Regions from separate parts of the Mus musculus genome. Here region 2 is linked to region 1. Evidence: chromatin contacts called from public Hi-C data. All regions are on one chromosome and are shown on one strand. Each heading gives the region's core, a stretch centred on a gene start, on an enhancer-like site or on the middle of the called end of the contact. The rest is flanking DNA. Distances are from core to core; before and after follow the strand shown. Region 1 overlaps Zfp652os (zinc finger protein 652, opposite strand). Region 2 holds the start of Snf8 (SNF8, ESCRT-II complex subunit, homolog (S. cerevisiae)).

Region 1 (2,735 bases), core at 152-2,651:
ACCAAACCAGTCGAGTATAAATTAGCACACTGGGTATCTGGCTGAAACATTACCAAGTCTTCAAACAGCCCGGCGGAATGTCACCCACAGTGTTGCAGAAATCTCCGGGTGGGGTGGGGGATAAATAAATAGCATTGAAGAATTAAATAAGTATCCATAGCTGGTAGTGGCAGCTTATGTTGGTAATCCCAGCACTTGGGAAGCTGAGGAAGGAGGGTCACCAGGAGATTGAGGCCAGCCTGGGCTACATTGTAGCTCCAGGCAAACCTAGTGTGCAGAAGCAGGCAGATCTCTGAGTTCCAGGCCAGCCTGGTCTCCAGAATGAGTTCCAGGACAGAGCTACAGAGAAACCCTGTCTCAACATACAAACAAAGAAATCATTTACTCTTTAACATCCAGAACAAATCTCAGCAGAAAGGAGAACAGATGTAGGCAGCTTCCAGCCTTTGTTTCCTTCTGCCAACAGAGGAAGCAGGCGAGCCTCATCCGGAGGATTATAGTATCTCGTGTTCTCATGCAGAGATTCCCTAGTGCTCTGCTCGAGTGTCTCCTTCCTTCCTATGCTGATGAGCCTTATAGTGGGCTAGGTTCTGTTTTTAGCACTGAGCAAGATATTTGCAGTTTACTGAAGGGTTCCTCCTGTCCTAACTTTCATCACTGCTACCCCATATAACCTGAATAACTAGGGAGAAAGCAAGGTATTTTTGTCTGTTTTATAGACAAGAAAACCCAAGTACAGAGACCATACTCCGAAAAAAGTCTTGGGGAAAGAAAAAAAACAACCCACTGGTGTCGTCATAGCCCACACCAGTGGTTTCTTTTTTTTTTTTTTCTTTCCCCAAGACTTTTTTTTTTTTTTTTTTTTTTTTTTTTAGTGTGGATACCATGAGTGCCCACATGTATGCATGTGCACCATATGCATACCTGGTGCCCAGAGGAGAGGCTCAGATCCCCCTGGAACTGGAATTATAGCTGATTGTGACTTACCACATCGGTGCTAAGACTTGAACTCCAGACCTCTGTAAGAGCAGACCACTGAGCCATCCCTCTAGACCGTACAACCATCTCATTGAGCCACCCTGCTGTGCTACCAGACACCTCAAGCTTCACTCTGGTTTCTTCACTGTTTCCTGTTGTGTATGCATAGAATAGTGACCCCCCCCCCAAAGGCCCACACCCACTTCTCTGAACCTTTACATCTGCCACTTTACATTGCAAAAGGGATTTTGCAAGGTGACAGAGTTCACGGGTGTGGTGCTTGTACTAATTCTAATGGACCTGGTGCCATCCCTGGAGCCCCGTGAAGACAGAGGCAGAAGAGTGCTGGAGTCTGAGATACAGTTAGGGAAACAGGATTGAAACCATGTGATGCTGGCTGTGAAGATGGAGGATGTGAGCTGAGGATTGTGGGCTGCCGGGAGAAGCAGAAGTGAGCCAGCAAGGAATCAGTTCTCCCTAGTAGCCCACGGCAGCCCAGTGAGACTTCACATGTGTGTCTTCTCATCTTACCTGGTGTGTGGCGATTTGCTAGAGCAGCCATAGGAAATACATCCAGCTCTCCATAGCTTACCGTGGAAATCCAAACTCTTTTGCAAGGCATTTCGGGACGTGCCCAAATGTGAGGTCAACTTCACTTACCCCTGACTCCTCTAATGCTGCACACGTTGAACATCTCCAGCATCTGCAACAGGCCATGCTCCTTTGTCTAAGTGTTCACCCATGCCACATCTTCCACCTGGAACACCCCATCTGTACTTGTTTACCTGGCTGAGAGCTCCAATGACCGCCTCCTCTGGGAAGCCTTCCCTACTTCCCCCACAGGGCCTTGGGCCACTTCCTTTGTGTTCTGCTACATCTTGTATTCAGTCTGGTTAAAGCAGGGCCTCCCTGGATTATAGGCTATTTGAGGAGGCTAGGGTTTCCTCTTTCCTCTTTGGTATCCTTTAGCCGCCATAAAATGGAGGCTACCAAGTACAAGGGCTCTTCCTTGACTTCCACTGTGCCCTGGCCCATTAGTGTGATACTCCCACCAATAATGTTCCCTGGGTAAACTACTACTTTCTTCTTTAACAAGAGATGAGGATAAAGGAGATGGTGCTTCAGGTTTAAGAAAAAAAAAAAAAAAAAAAAAAAAAGGTTCTGGACTGGGATGCAGCTCAACTGGTAGAATCCTTGTCCAGCACACAGAAAGCTGTGGGTTTGGTCCCCAATGGTGTATAAACTAAGTGTGGTGGTGCACGCCTGTAATCCCAGCACTTAGGAAATGAATGCAGGAGGATCAGAACTCATGAGATCCATTCCAAAGAAGGAGAAGGAGGGGGCGGGTGAGGAGGAGGAGGAGATTATAATAATCCAACAGTCCCCAATGTATATACAACTTCCTCTCCAATTCTCAATTCCTCGGACTGAGAAGTGATTCTGGAGACAGCTTCACTATAAAGAGCAATATCTGTCATGTTCCTTATGTCGCCAACATTCACGCTGGTCTTTAGTCTCGGGTGAGTTCTTCCGTGTTGACAATCCTACAGAAAGCTTTCAGACGTGCTTCGGATTCCCAGTTTCTTCCTAAGGTGTGGGAAGCCACATGTGCCGTTGCAGAGTGGTGCTGGCTACTGCTGGCCACCACGCATAAGTTTGGACAAACAACCAATGTGTACATATGCAGTAAAGCTTTTTGCCAAGTCACTGCCTGGCCCGGGCATGTTAATGAGGTACTGAGAATATAACCAATCAGA
Region 2 (2,700 bases), core at 128-2,627, 330 kb before region 1:
AATGTTATTAGTAAATAAATATCAGTGGGCTGGAGAGATGGCTCAGCGGGTAAGAGCACTGGCTGCTCTTCCAGAGGTCCTGAGTTCAATTCCCGCACCACGTGGTGGCTCACAACCATCTGTAATGTCATCTTGGTGCCTTCTTCTCGTGTGTCTGAATACAGCAACAATGTACTCACATATATTAAATAAATAAATCTTTTAAAAATAAATAGATAGATATCAGCATTCGTTTTTGTTTTGTTTTTCAAGACAGCACGGTGACTCTTTATAGCCATGGCTATCCTGGAATTCCCTCTGTAGACCAGGCTGGCCTCCAACTCAGAGATCCATCTGTCCCTGCCTTCCCGAGTCCTGGGATTAAAGGCGTGTGCCACCTCTGCCTGGCGAAATGTCAGTACTCTGAGGAAAAATTATCATTTTGGTTTTTAAAGAAAGTTTAAATTTTTGCTGTGTTGAGCACGGCTTCCAGCACTTGTGCATGTCAGGCAAACGCTCTAACGCTGAGGTACATTCCCAGATCACTGGATGAACTTTTTAAATCTAGGTTGACATGGAATTGTAATGAGGATTGAACATGACCATAAGGTTGGGAAGGGTGGCATTTGCTCTGATCAGACTGAGGCTGGACAGGCTGGGAGCCCAGCCTTAGCAGCAAAGTGAGACACCATCTTTAAAAAAAACAAAAAGAGACAATAACCAAATAAAATAAAAAGGGGAAACGCACAAGTCTAATCAGTCAAAAATCTTAGCTAGTATTACTAGCCATTCTCCCTAAATCTGGATTTGCCTGACATCCTATTTTTAGTTCAGTGGAGACGATCTATACCAAAGGTATATTGGCCAGCCCTGGTCCATCTCCCTTCCTGTCTGAAGCCTTTCAGTCACTCACCTGGGCCAGCTGGTCCTCAGCCAGGACAGTCCCTCGCTCCTTATACTTGGCCTGTCAGACAAAAAGACCGGCATGAGTTGTGACAGTGATCGCCAAGGCTCCCATTGCGCTGCCACTGCCTTAGTATTAAAGATATGTCTTATGCAGTGACTTAACCAGCAGCCTCCTGACACTCCAATCACTCCTCCCTGGGCTCCGGAGAAACCTGTCTTCTACAGATTTAGGGGACTAGAACTCCATTCCGGGAGAATTCAGTGTCTCGAGGGCAGAGCAGGCTCCATCCCGGCTTCTTTCGCGCTCACCTCTGCGAGTTTCTTCTTGGCAATGGCGCCAGCTCCCACCCCGCGCCGGTGCATCCCCACCCCGGGCCCGCGGGCCGCCCCGCAGCCCCGACCCCAGCTCTCCGCGTCCCAGGTTCTGTCGCCAGCTCCCAACACGGAAGCCGGGTGCCGTGCGTCATTTGAGCGCGCCGGAAGTCTCGATATTCACTTCCTGCCGCGGAGTCGAGGAGTTTCTTGCAAGGGCCCCAGTCCCCGCCCTAGCTGGGGGCCAATTTCCAGGAAGTCCAGACGACATCGCAAACGCTAACCCCATGTCCTATTTTAATTCCCCATGCATCCTACCAAGGTGGGCTCCTGGAGAGCGACAGATGCTTCAGGGACATGACCAAGAGCTGTGTTGGCCATGGAAGGTGCCATTTTTTTTTTTTTTTTAGCAAGGGTCTCTCCATAACCATGGTTGGTTGGTCTGGAACTATGCAAGCCAAGCTCACTTCGAATTCAGAGTTCTCCTGCCTTTACCTCCAAATGTTGGGATTAAATGCATGAGCCACCAAACTCATGGGTGCTACCTTGAGCAAAAACCGAGAATAAAACGAAACCTTAGATTAACAAAAAAAAAAAGGCGGCAGCATCTGATAGTTTTGTGCCACGCACTGCACAACTTGCCTTGTTCTATACTTGTTCAAAACCCTCAAGTTCGTGAGTTGGTATTGTATTTCACAAGGGATTCGGGAATCTGCCTTAAATTACTTAACGTCATGAAATAGGACTAGCTATGAGTCAGACAGTCTGACTCAAATTTGGGTTTTTTGGAGGGGGCGGAGTGGGCTAGGGGGAGACAGAGTTTCTCAATGTAGCCTTGGCAGTCCTAGAATTCACTTGCTCTGTAGACCACACTGGCCTTGAATTCAGAGATCTTCCCCATCTTGAGCCACCATACCTGGCCCTTAGCTGTAAAATCTTAACCCAACTCAAGAATTTCTGCAGAGGAATTCAATAGGTAAGTTTGATCAAGTCAGGGTTTGTTTATTCCACCTAGCAGACAGGCTTACTGCATGAACTTCTAAATTTCTCCCTAACACAGGCAGTGTTGTGCCTAGTAAGAGCTAGTGGTGAGGTTTTAAATACAATCGTTATGATTAAAAACGATGTTTATAGACAGTCTTTTACAGTGGCTGGCTAGGAGGAAATACATTACACAAACGAAGGGAGGAAAACATGTAACTCTGTTTGAGACTTTGACACTCTCATCAGATATTCAAGATGCCACAAATGTAAATCCAAACTTTTCCTTTGCCTTCTTTTTTTTTTTTTAAGATTTATTTATGCCGGGCAGTGTCGGCAAATGCCTTTAATCTCAGCACTTGGAAGGCAGAGGCAGGCTGATTTCTGAGTTCGAGGCCAGTCTGGTCTACAGAGTGAGTTCCAGGACAGCCAGGTCTACACAGAGAAACCCTGTCTCGAAAAAAAAAAAAAAAAAAAAAAGAAGAAGCCGGGCGGTGGTGGCACACACCTTTAATCCCAGAG

Evidence for each region. Hi-C and Micro-C count contacts between places; a contact is called where the count stands out from the background.
Region 2: a contact with region 1 is called in a Hi-C map of embryonic stem cells, with 1.7 times the contacts expected there. The contact joins the promoter of Snf8 here to the enhancer-like site in region 1. A contact is called at or near these places in 7 of 39 promoter capture datasets (the 3T3-L1 cell line, the C10 cell line, embryonic stem cells and 4 more), 3 of 484 Hi-C or Micro-C datasets (CD4 T cells and embryonic stem cells), 6 of 115 datasets of contacts at active chromatin or transcription factors (the 230-238 cell line, bone marrow-derived macrophages, craniofacial prominence and 2 more) and 3 of 9 other capture datasets (adipose tissue, liver and pancreatic islet).

Annotation. Positions count from the first base shown.
Region 1 is chr11:95,702,912-95,705,646 of GRCm38.p6, reverse strand. The region is part of intron 1 of Zfp652os (zinc finger protein 652, opposite strand); the gene reads left to right. Among named protein-coding and RNA genes, the nearest start is that of Zfp652os, 8.5 kb to the left of the region's middle. Within about 2 kb of position 1,401, at least 27 of the 459 cell types and tissues checked have an H3K27ac peak or open chromatin away from gene starts, as enhancers often do. A contact at or near this core is called in bone marrow-derived macrophages and embryonic stem cells, where this site is marked.
Region 2 is chr11:96,033,562-96,036,261 of GRCm38.p6, reverse strand. It overlaps Snf8 (SNF8, ESCRT-II complex subunit, homolog (S. cerevisiae)), which reads right to left and starts at 1,377. Exons shown (of 8, transcript NM_033568.3): 1 at 1,195-1,377; 2 at 893-943. The coding sequence starts at 1,248.